Linked DNA regions of Mus musculus: region 1 is linked to region 2. Evidence: chromatin contacts called from public HiChIP or PLAC-seq data. All regions are on one chromosome and are shown on one strand. The core of a region is the stretch at or near the end of the contact, and the rest is flanking DNA. Distances in the headings are between cores, read along the strand shown. Region 1 overlaps Gm30712 (predicted gene, 30712). Region 2 overlaps Wwox (WW domain-containing oxidoreductase).

Region 1 (4,682 bases), core at 1,612-4,111, 540 kb after region 2:
ACTGATAACAGACTTTGCAGAGACTGTGTCGAATGGCAATGCTCCTCACATGCACTTACATGTGCCTGCTCAGTGCACAAAACCACATGGGAGACTCCAGGATACCAAACACTTTGAAGAACAGACAATAGTCAAGTGTGTAGGTGATGTTGAGTTCATTCCAAGTCTAAGACATGCAAAGGAGTGACCTGGGTGTATTGCTGAGACCACGGGTCACATCTTCACTAACTGGCAGCATGCTGTAGGTAAGGCCTTGTGAGAGTCTCAAGGAGAAAGGACTAAAAGCCTTTCATCTCTATACCATTTTATCTGCTCATATATCCATCCATCCATCCATCCATCCATCCATCCATCCACCCATCCATCAACCCATCCACCTGGTATTCTGTCTATCTTTCTATTCATTTCTATACATTTCTATTATTGATGCACCCATTCACCCACCTATCTCTCAGGTCCTTTGTCTTTCTGTCCCCTCTTCTTTCCATCTGTCCATACACCTAGCCACTCATTACTATGTGCAGAATGCAGCAACATAACTCCACTGGAAGGTGAAAATGACCCTAGGAGGAGAGTGGCCTTTGAACATCTTTGAAATACTGTCCAGACACAGCTTGTTACCTCTTGTTATAGCTTGTTAGGATTATAAGAACTAACACTTTAGAATATATGTGGAGTGGCTTCTTAGTGACATCTCCTGTAGTGTTATTTTTTTTCCTTTGTTAAATAACATATTACCTGTAAACTTTGAACAGAAAGTCAAGTTCTTATAGATATGTTTCTTCATGCCCCAAATCACTTTACATTTCTGGTTGTTTTTTTTTTTCCAAAAGTAAAACTATAATAGGATATGTAGTTATGTATGTATCTCTATATATGTACACACATTTACTTACACACATACACACATGTACACACATATATATATTCCATATATATAATTTATATAAAGAATATAAAGAATTTATATACATATATATATGTGTGTGTGTGTGTGTGTGTGTGTGTGTGTGTGTATTTGTGTATGTGTACATATGAGCACATATATGCATCGTTTCCCTGAGCGTACTCAGATTGTCCACATATTGAATGCACTGTCATGACCCATCTCACCTATGAAAGACTACAGAGTCTAGTCTCTTGGGAATCCCTCTGAGCATCTCTAAGGCTTGACTGTGATTCCCACATCTCAGTGACTGAAGTCCAGGTCACTGGCTCATCTCCTTGAGCTTCTTACCTTTCCATAAGAACCAGCCAATTTGAGTGGAGTCGAGCAATCTCATAAAGGTATAAAGATGTGTTCTGAACCCAGCCCAGGTGCACAGCGCGCTCCCTGAGACAGTTGTCAGATGAGTTTTTGATGAAGACCCTATCCTTTCACCTTTCTGGTCTCCTGCAGCTACTAAGGATGAAATCCCAACTGCCAGTCACCTGAACCCTTCCAATGACCCCTTCTAACTGCAAGTGTCTTTGTAGCTGAACTTTTGCCTGTAGAGGTTTAATACAAAATTATTATGTTACAGGACAGGATGTTATAGAAAGAGTAAGGAGGATGTAGGGACAGGCAAGAATGAAGCCAGGGATAAGCCCTGTGCTCAACTGATACTTTGTTGAGACAGAGAGAGGAGGTGGAGACACTGGGATGAGTACATGAGGCCCTGACACAGCTGAGTCTGTGTGCTGTACCATGTTTCATGATTTACTAGATGAACCATGGGAAGCCTTGGCTAAGGGCATGCATCCCTACATAAATTATAGAGTCAAATAGTTCCCAGTTCACATTCAGCCCTCAGGCTCCACACAGCTTGGGAAAAGCAGTGTTTCTATCTTGATTTAACTGATCTTTCAATATTGTAGATTTATCCACCAATCTATGTGATGGATCCAGTGCTCAGGCAAGCCAGGAATGATGATGCGTGCCTATAATCCTAGCCCATGGAAGGCAAGGGTAGGAGGATTGGGAATGGGTTCAAGGATAACTTTGGCTATACAGCGACTTTGAGGTTAGTCAGAGACTCAAAATCAAAAAGCAAACAAACAAAGAAAACCATCCCAAACCAAAGAGAACAAAATCGATACCCAGGGACTTTCAGAAAGAACCCTTCCAGCTCTCTAGGCTTTTCCTACTCATCATACAATTGCCAACTTTTTCTTGAATGGGCACAAAACATTGTCAACTAGAAGACTACCATCAGCCTGTTCATTTACTTCCCCTCCCCCCCCCAAAAAAAAACTGTTTTCATGAGAAAGCGTGACAATGCTTCCTATAATTTCTGGCATAGGGTGTCCTTCAAAACAAGCAATGCTGAATCGCTCCCTACTTCCATCTTGAGAAACTCCAATATTCTTGCAGGAATAACATGTGTATGGTAGAAGCTGCCCTTTTAAGTGCAGTCACATAGTCACCTGTAGTTTGTTATTATAGAGCATGACTCCCATCTAAATGCCTTGAAACTTCTAGAAAGGAAAAATTGTTGTCCAAGGCATGGTTAAAGTCAAGGTTCAAGGTCTCCTAATGATGGGTCTATATTCTCTCCCAACCACCTGCATGGCCTCTTATTCTTTCTTCTATTATCTCTGTATTCTCTCCCATCATATGAATGCTCCCTGCCCATTCTTAGCCACTGTGAAACATAGCTTGCTTTGGTATGATATGGGCTGCTTATATCTTGTGGAGGTTCTATGACAGGTGAGATCCAGTGCAGACCCCAACACCTGTGCTCCATGGACAAATGCACGCTACTGCTGTTATTATTAATCTGAAGTTTTAGGGGGGTGGAATTCATAGAAACATGTGACTCAGCTTGTTTTGCTGCTGAGAAGCGGAAGTTAAAACCTTGTCCCTGTGAGGCAGGTTTGTGGCTTTGAAAGGGAGAGAAAATTATATACCAGAATGACCTTTCCCCCCAAGTGTTGTGCAGTGCACAAAACTAATTAGCCGAGCCCTAATTGGGTTGAAGTTGAAGCTTAAAGGGAAAGCTTACTCAGTGAAGATGTGAGTCGACACCACAGATTCTATAGGGTGTCACACTTTACTTTCTCTCAGTAACCTCAGTATTAAATTTGTTCAGTTTTCACATGAGATGTCTTGACAGCCAGCTCCTTCTGCGATCTCTAGCCAGCAGCCAGGAAGTTGGGTGGCAACCTGGGATGATGAAGGTCACCATAGTTCTGAGTTCTTCTCTGATGACATTCACTGTACATTTTCCTGAGCTGGAAGGCAAAAGTCACACTAAAAAACAAACAAACAAACAAACAAAAAACAAACCCCCACGATTGAGAACCATAATGAGCTACTTCCTCAGGTAGAGGACACAAAGATCCTGCGGAAGGTGTATACATGCTGATCTCTAAGGGGTGGGTGTGCAAGGGAGTACTACCTGGGTGAAAAACCTGGGGCTCACACCAACTTGTGGTGAGCATCCACCCACACTGAGGATTCAAAATGACTGTGCTGTGTGAGGGCGGTAGTACAGGTTTCATAAACAAAACTTGCCTCCTCACTGGTGTGCCTGCTGGGAAGCCAAGGCCAGTGACTATATCTGGTTGGGAGCCCAGATCTGCCCAAAACCACTTTTAAAGTTTTTTATTTTTAATTTTTTTGCATGGTGGGATATGAGGCCTAACCTCAACACTGTAAAAACCAGGTTAACTCCAGGTCAGTTCTTCTGTGGACTTTGTGTTGTTTTTGTGACAGGGTCTCACTATGTAGGCTCCCCCTGGAACACTCGTAGATTAGGCTGGCCTCTAAGCCACAGAGATAACCTGTTTCTGCCTCCCAACGCCTGTATTGAAGGTGAGTGCCATCGCATCGGGCTTGTGCAGACCTAATGATGTTGGAAGATGAAGGAAGTCCTTCCCTTTCCTGCCATGTACTTCCCTGAACTCTCCTCCTGTGTCTGTCTTAGGTACAGTTCCAGGCCCTGCAGCCTGGTAAGTGCAGTTTGCTTCATGCATTGCTGTCATGCAGCTACCTTGCAACCTTTCACTATAAAGCAAGAGAAGGAAGATAAGTCAATGGTGATGGAAGGAGAGAGTGACAGGGCTGGTGAGATGGTTCAGTGGGTAAAGGTGCTCCTTGCCAAACCAAACAACCTGACTTCAGTTTTCTGGCTCCATGTGGTGGAAGGACTGAACCAAATACAAAACTTTGTCTACACACACACACACACACACACACACACACACACAAACAAGGGGGGCGGTAATAGAAGCAACTGGTGACTGAAGATAGAACCTAATTAGGGCATCAAATCTGAAGTCACTCTTTCACCTTTATCTACAGCCGACCACTGAATAAGGTAAAAAACTTCCTTGTGCAAGCTCCACGGACCGTCTCTTACTCAAAGCCGAGAACATTCTAATTCACCAGTCTCCTTTAAATCCCTTCAGCCTTTTCTTCCTAATCCGTGCTCCCTGTCAATTCTCATTGTTCCTTTACAGAATTAATTAATAACCATCATCTGTCTCTCCGTAGATCCATGAGTTCTTCGAGGGCATGAGCGGTGTCTTAACTCCTTTTTCCAATAAGGGTACAATAGCAAAGAGTGTACTAAGTGAATGAATGATGAACGATGAATGATGAATGAATGAATGAATGAATGGGTTAATGAGTATATATGGATGGATGGACAGACAGATAAATGGGTGGATGGATGGATGGATAAATCCATGAATGAGTA
Region 2 (4,987 bases), core at 865-3,364:
GAAAGAAGACCTTTATGATTCTAATTATAAACAAATGGCTAAAGTATGGACTTACATGGCCTAGACATGCATAGGGAAAAAAGCCAGATGTTACTGACAGGCAGGTTAGTCTGTGAGGCCCAGAATAACAACCATTATCCCCTACCCCAAATATGACTTTTGCTTCCAACAAATAACTCCTTCAAACAGGGAAAAAAGTTTGCTAGGATTTCCATTCCTTTGTTTATTTGGCTTGCTGTGTTGTTTTTGTTTTTTGTTTTTGTTTTTGTTTTTTGTTTTGTTTTTTTGACACAAGATCTCAGTGCACCAGGGTGGCCTCAAACTCCGTATTTGAGCTTAGAATGACTTTACGCCCCGTCTCTCTCTTAATACAAAGATTTATTTTCATGTACGTGCATGTATGTGTCTGTGTGAGCGTTTGCTACATGAGGCCCCTGCACAGGCCAGAAGAGCATCAGTCCTCCAGAGCTGTAGCCCACAGGCAGTCCTGAGTCACCTGACACAGTGTTGGGAATGGAAGGCAGTTCCTACAAGAGAGCAGCGTGTGCTCTCCCCCATGACCCATCTCTCCAAGCCCCTCCTTGAGTTCCTGATTCTCCTATTTCCACCTTCAAAGCGCTTGAGCTTTGAAAACATTCTTGCTCTGGTGTCTAGGTGCAACTGAGGCAGATCTTTCTAGAAGTGTTCAGCAAAGTGCTCCCGAGCTCCGCCTCTCCTCCACTCTCTGGTGTGTGAGTTCAGAGAACCTGGAGGCCCCATCATTGTCACCCCAGCCACAAGGATCTCAGTGGCTTCCTCTATGGCAATAAAGGGAATCCCCTTTCTGCTCGGTTCTTTCTGCAGAGTAGATGCATCTCATGAAGCCCTTCCATCCCTGCTTTTATGTTTACAGACTTTGGGGGAGGAACCTATTCTCCATCCTCTTGAATAAACCACACCCAGACTTTTTCTACCTAACTCTCCTTTTAAAAAAGCACTTAAAAAAAAAGCCCAACACGTGTGTGAATTATGTCGGGACATGCATGTAACATACTGCATGTACGGAGTCCAAAGAACAGCTTTCTGGAATCAATTCTTTCCTTCCTCCTTTCTGTGAGCTCTGGGGATAAAACTCAGGTCACCAGGCATGTTCGACAAGCGCCTTTAAACCCCTGAACCATCTTGCCAGCCCCTTGCCTGCCTCCTGGTGTGTTCCTGGATGAAAGGTCATATGCAGGTAGAAGAGGAGAGACAGGACTGGCTTGAGAGTCTGTGCCCCATGAGCACAAAGCCCACCTTCTCTCCCAAAATGAGGTCCCCCCCATTGCCTTTGGCATCATGTCACAGGTGGACACAGGCTCTCTGGCCGACCTTCTGGCTGGAGCGCAGCAGCAGCTCGTTGGCTTTACTGCCTCACGACGTCCACCTTCCTGATCAATGCTTATCAGTTTGCCAAGAGACAGAGCCCGCCACTGCAGAGATTGATCCCAGTTATTTATCTCCCTGGGCCCAATGTAAATTGGTCAATCCTATTCGCATGATAAAAATCATAATGTCTCAAATTACTTACTCAATAAAATGTGGGTCTGTCTATTATTAGTGATCATTAGGGTTATAATGCAGCCTGGAAATGTGGAGCAAATTAACTGCTCATGCAAGCCGTGGGCCCCCTGTGTGCAGCTAATCGTATGCACACCGTTCCACCGGGCAGAAGGGTTTGCAAGAGCCATTTCAGAGTAGGAAGGGTCACACCCATACACCTTTTTCTTCTTAATCTGAATTTCTCAAAGGAACTTTTACCTAACATACAATGGAACCACAAGAGTTACCAAAAAGAAGAAGAAAAACAAAATAGAAAAAGGAAAAAGTAGAAGTATAACTAAAAATAAATAACGTATTTTAATGGTTCTATTCCCGTGTCATTAGATTTTTGAATAATGATGCATCAAAATTCTCCTTTGAGAGAACTCCCACAGAACCCCTCCTTTCTTGTCTGTCTGTCTGTCTGACTGTCTGACAACAGTTTCTCTCCCTGAAGCTTCCTACTCAGTGACATCACGGGACAGGTTCTATAGTCACGATGAGTTCCCATCGTACCTTGGCCGGGGCCATTTCCTCTGTGGCACAGGCTTCCTGGACACGTGGGCAGGTGGGAGGCTCTGACTGCAACGGCTGGTGTCTGGATATGAGAGAGGTGTAGCTTTGAGTGGCAGCGTCAGTTTAGAAGAAAATGAAAACAATACTCTGCGTGTAACCTGTTTCCTGTGAGGGTGTCAGGAAACCTCACAAGGAACTTCACAGATGAAAACTATGAGATAAATAGAAATAATGGCACCGTGCCAGGAATCGGACATTTTTACAGGTGTTCGGTGTATATAAAGATTTCTTCTAGAGAGGATGGCTTTTTTTTTTTTTTTTTGCAATACAGTCTGACACAAGATCCAAACCAAAGATGAGATTTAAATGGATTTAAAGAAAGCCCCTACCACCACCACCCCTAATAAACAAATAAACAAACACCACAAAAAAAAGCAAAAAACAACAACAACAAAAAACCACTTTGGATCAGGATCCTACTAGTATTCAAGTGCGCCTGACTTTAGGCCTGTTGGGATCCAGGTTCATAAATGGTACCAAAGGATTTAATTATCTCTTTCTCAGTTTTCATCAAACACCCCTCCTAGTACTACCAAAGGGTAGGACCACCACCATGGCTTCTTCTTAGGCCACTCTGGCTGCTTTTCACTCTGGACCAACATCATGAGCCAGAGGCTGCGAAACTCTCATCAGGGAGGCCTCTGCCCTGTGACCCTTCCTAGCACCAGGAAGTAACGTTAGCTTCTAAACAACCATGCCTTGAGAAAGTCACAGCGGGTGGCAGCTGGGGAGGGGGACCCCCAAGGGGCTTTGGGATATTATAAACAAAAGAAGGGGACCGGGTACCAAGAATGGAAGCTGCAAAGGTCCACTCTGTTTAGGCATGCCCTGGACTCATCTTTTAGTGTTTAAAGAGGATGAAGACTTACGGAAAGGCCTAGGGGGGTGACTGTGTAGACAGAGGACCCCAAAGGTGACTGATGTTGGGAGCAGAACAGGGCTCTGTTGAAGGGCTTGGGTTCAGGAGACTGGGAATGACACTTAATAACTGTAATTCTGGTAACTGCTCTTTTGCACGTGTCTATGTATGTGTTATATGTGTAAGCATGTGTATGTGTGTATGGGCTAACGCGTGTGGGATCTCTGTGTGTGTGTGTGCATGAGTGGAGTGGCCAGAGGTTGCCATCAAATATCTTCATAGACATAAGACATAGACCTTACATGCTGAGGCAATTTCTATCATTAAATCCAGAGATTGGCAATCCTGCCAGTCTGGCTACTCTGCTTGCTCTGACAATCCTCTGCCTCTGCCTCCTGGGACCTGGGGACCTGAAGTGGTGGTTCTCTCCCTTGTGCTTCAAACACTCTACTCACCGAACCCTCTGTCTAGCCTAGGTAGGCCTGATCAATTGACGGACCCTCATTAAGGCCTCCATGTTCTGAAGTGTTAAAATGCCCTGTTGTATTAGAGTTTTTGGTAAGACGACCGATCAGATAACAGTTGTGAGTCATTGCATCGTTAGTGACTGCTTTGTGGAGAGATTTTCAAATTTTTGCCATGAGCTCTGGAAGATGCAAAGCTCCTTGAAAAGAGCATTTCTGGTTCTGACAAGATGACTTCTCCGTTTTGAATTTAATAGCCAGGGAGAGCGCGTCTTTCCGAAACACGCACTGGGATTAAGCGCTTGGATAACACACAGACTTCACTTCTGAGGGAGCAGAATGAAATGCAAGCCTGAGATTCAGTGATACTCACTGGATGTTTGGCCTAATGGGAAACTGGCCAGAGCTTCATTGCCAGGTGTGCAGCTTGCAGCTTGAAATATGGCTTGGCTCCTCCATCATAGACACACATCCTGTGTGGCCTCTGTCCCTCAGATGTTCCAGTGACCCAGATATAATGACTTCTCTTTTCAACCAGCCTCCTACCTTTCAATGCACTCAGTAATGTGTTGGGCCATTCTCACCTCTCCATCTTATCTTTGGTTCTGTCTTGGGGGTATCATCTGCATCTACTTTCCATCACTGTGGCAATAAGCCACCACAAATTTAGTGGCATGAATTAATAATTCAAATGTATGTCTTTACAGTCAAGAATACAGTTTTGTTGTGTATCTCTACCTGTGGTTTTGTTTTGTTTGAAGGAGGGTTTTGGTACCTTGTTTTGCTGAGGTAGGGTCTCACCCATAGCCTATGCTGGCTTCAAACTTTCCATCTTCCTGCCTCCACTTCCGAAATTCTAGATGTATTTCATCACCCTGGCACACAAGTCCTAAAATCAACGTGTCATCCAATCTTAACATCTATAGCAAAGTCCATTCCTTACCTTTTACAGATTCTAGACGGTTGTGACATTCCTTTGTATGTGACCCCTTCTTGTAGGAGCCAAACACATCATCCCAGCCTCTTCATGGGCTCATATATCCTCGTCCTTGTCCTCTTCCTCTTTCTCTTCTCTAGCCTGTCATCATGCAAGCTCTAACTTTGACCTGCCTTCTGTCCTATTTGTGTGTTTGTGCGTGAGTAAGTGTGTGTGTGTGTGTGTGTGTGTATCTGTGTGTGTACATGTGCACATGCATGCACATACATGCAGAGGTTAGAGAACAATCTTGGCTATCTTTCCTCCAGCACTATTTACCAAGTAGGTTCTTTTTTGAGTAAGGGTCTTTTACCAGCCTGGAACTCATGGGATAGTTTAGGCTAACTCTCTCACATACCCCAGGAGTCTCCCTACACCTGCCTTCCGAGAGCAGACATTCAAGCAAACTCCTCTGTGCCCAGCTTTGTTTGACCTTTGTTCTGTGCATTGGACTCAGGTGCTCATGCTTGCAAAGCAAAGCACTTTACCCAATAAGGTGTCTTCCCAGCTCTCTTCCATCCCTTTATAAAGACCCTGTGTTCAGTCTACTCA

Evidence for each region. HiChIP or PLAC-seq counts read pairs in DNA pulled down with a chosen protein or histone mark.
Region 1: a BATF HiChIP or PLAC-seq map of CD8 T cells shows a contact between it and region 2, with 14 read pairs. The contact joins two enhancer-like sites. A contact is called at or near these places in 6 of 484 Hi-C or Micro-C datasets (bone marrow-derived macrophages, embryonic stem cells, group 2 innate lymphoid cells and 1 more), 4 of 115 datasets of contacts at active chromatin or transcription factors (CD8 T cells, effector CD8 T cells, microglia and 1 more) and 1 of 9 other capture datasets (embryonic stem cells).

The regions. Positions count from the first base shown.
Region 1 is chr8:115,723,585-115,728,266 of GRCm38.p6, forward strand. Gm30712 (predicted gene, 30712) reads left to right here. Exons shown (of 5, transcript NR_168617.1): 3 at 1-245. Among named protein-coding and RNA genes, the nearest start is that of Gm51552, 6.5 kb to the left of the region's middle. Within about 2 kb of position 2,862, at least 11 of the 459 cell types and tissues checked have an H3K27ac peak or open chromatin away from gene starts, as enhancers often do. A contact at or near this core is called in CD8 T cells, effector CD8 T cells, group 2 innate lymphoid cells and 1 more, where this site is marked.
Region 2 is chr8:115,187,852-115,192,838 of GRCm38.p6, forward strand. The region is part of intron 8 of Wwox (WW domain-containing oxidoreductase); the gene reads left to right. Among named protein-coding and RNA genes, the nearest start is that of Gm39257, 230 kb to the left of the region's middle. Within about 2 kb of position 2,115, at least 57 of the 459 cell types and tissues checked have an H3K27ac peak or open chromatin away from gene starts, as enhancers often do. A contact at or near this core is called in CD8 T cells, effector CD8 T cells, group 2 innate lymphoid cells and 1 more, where this site is marked.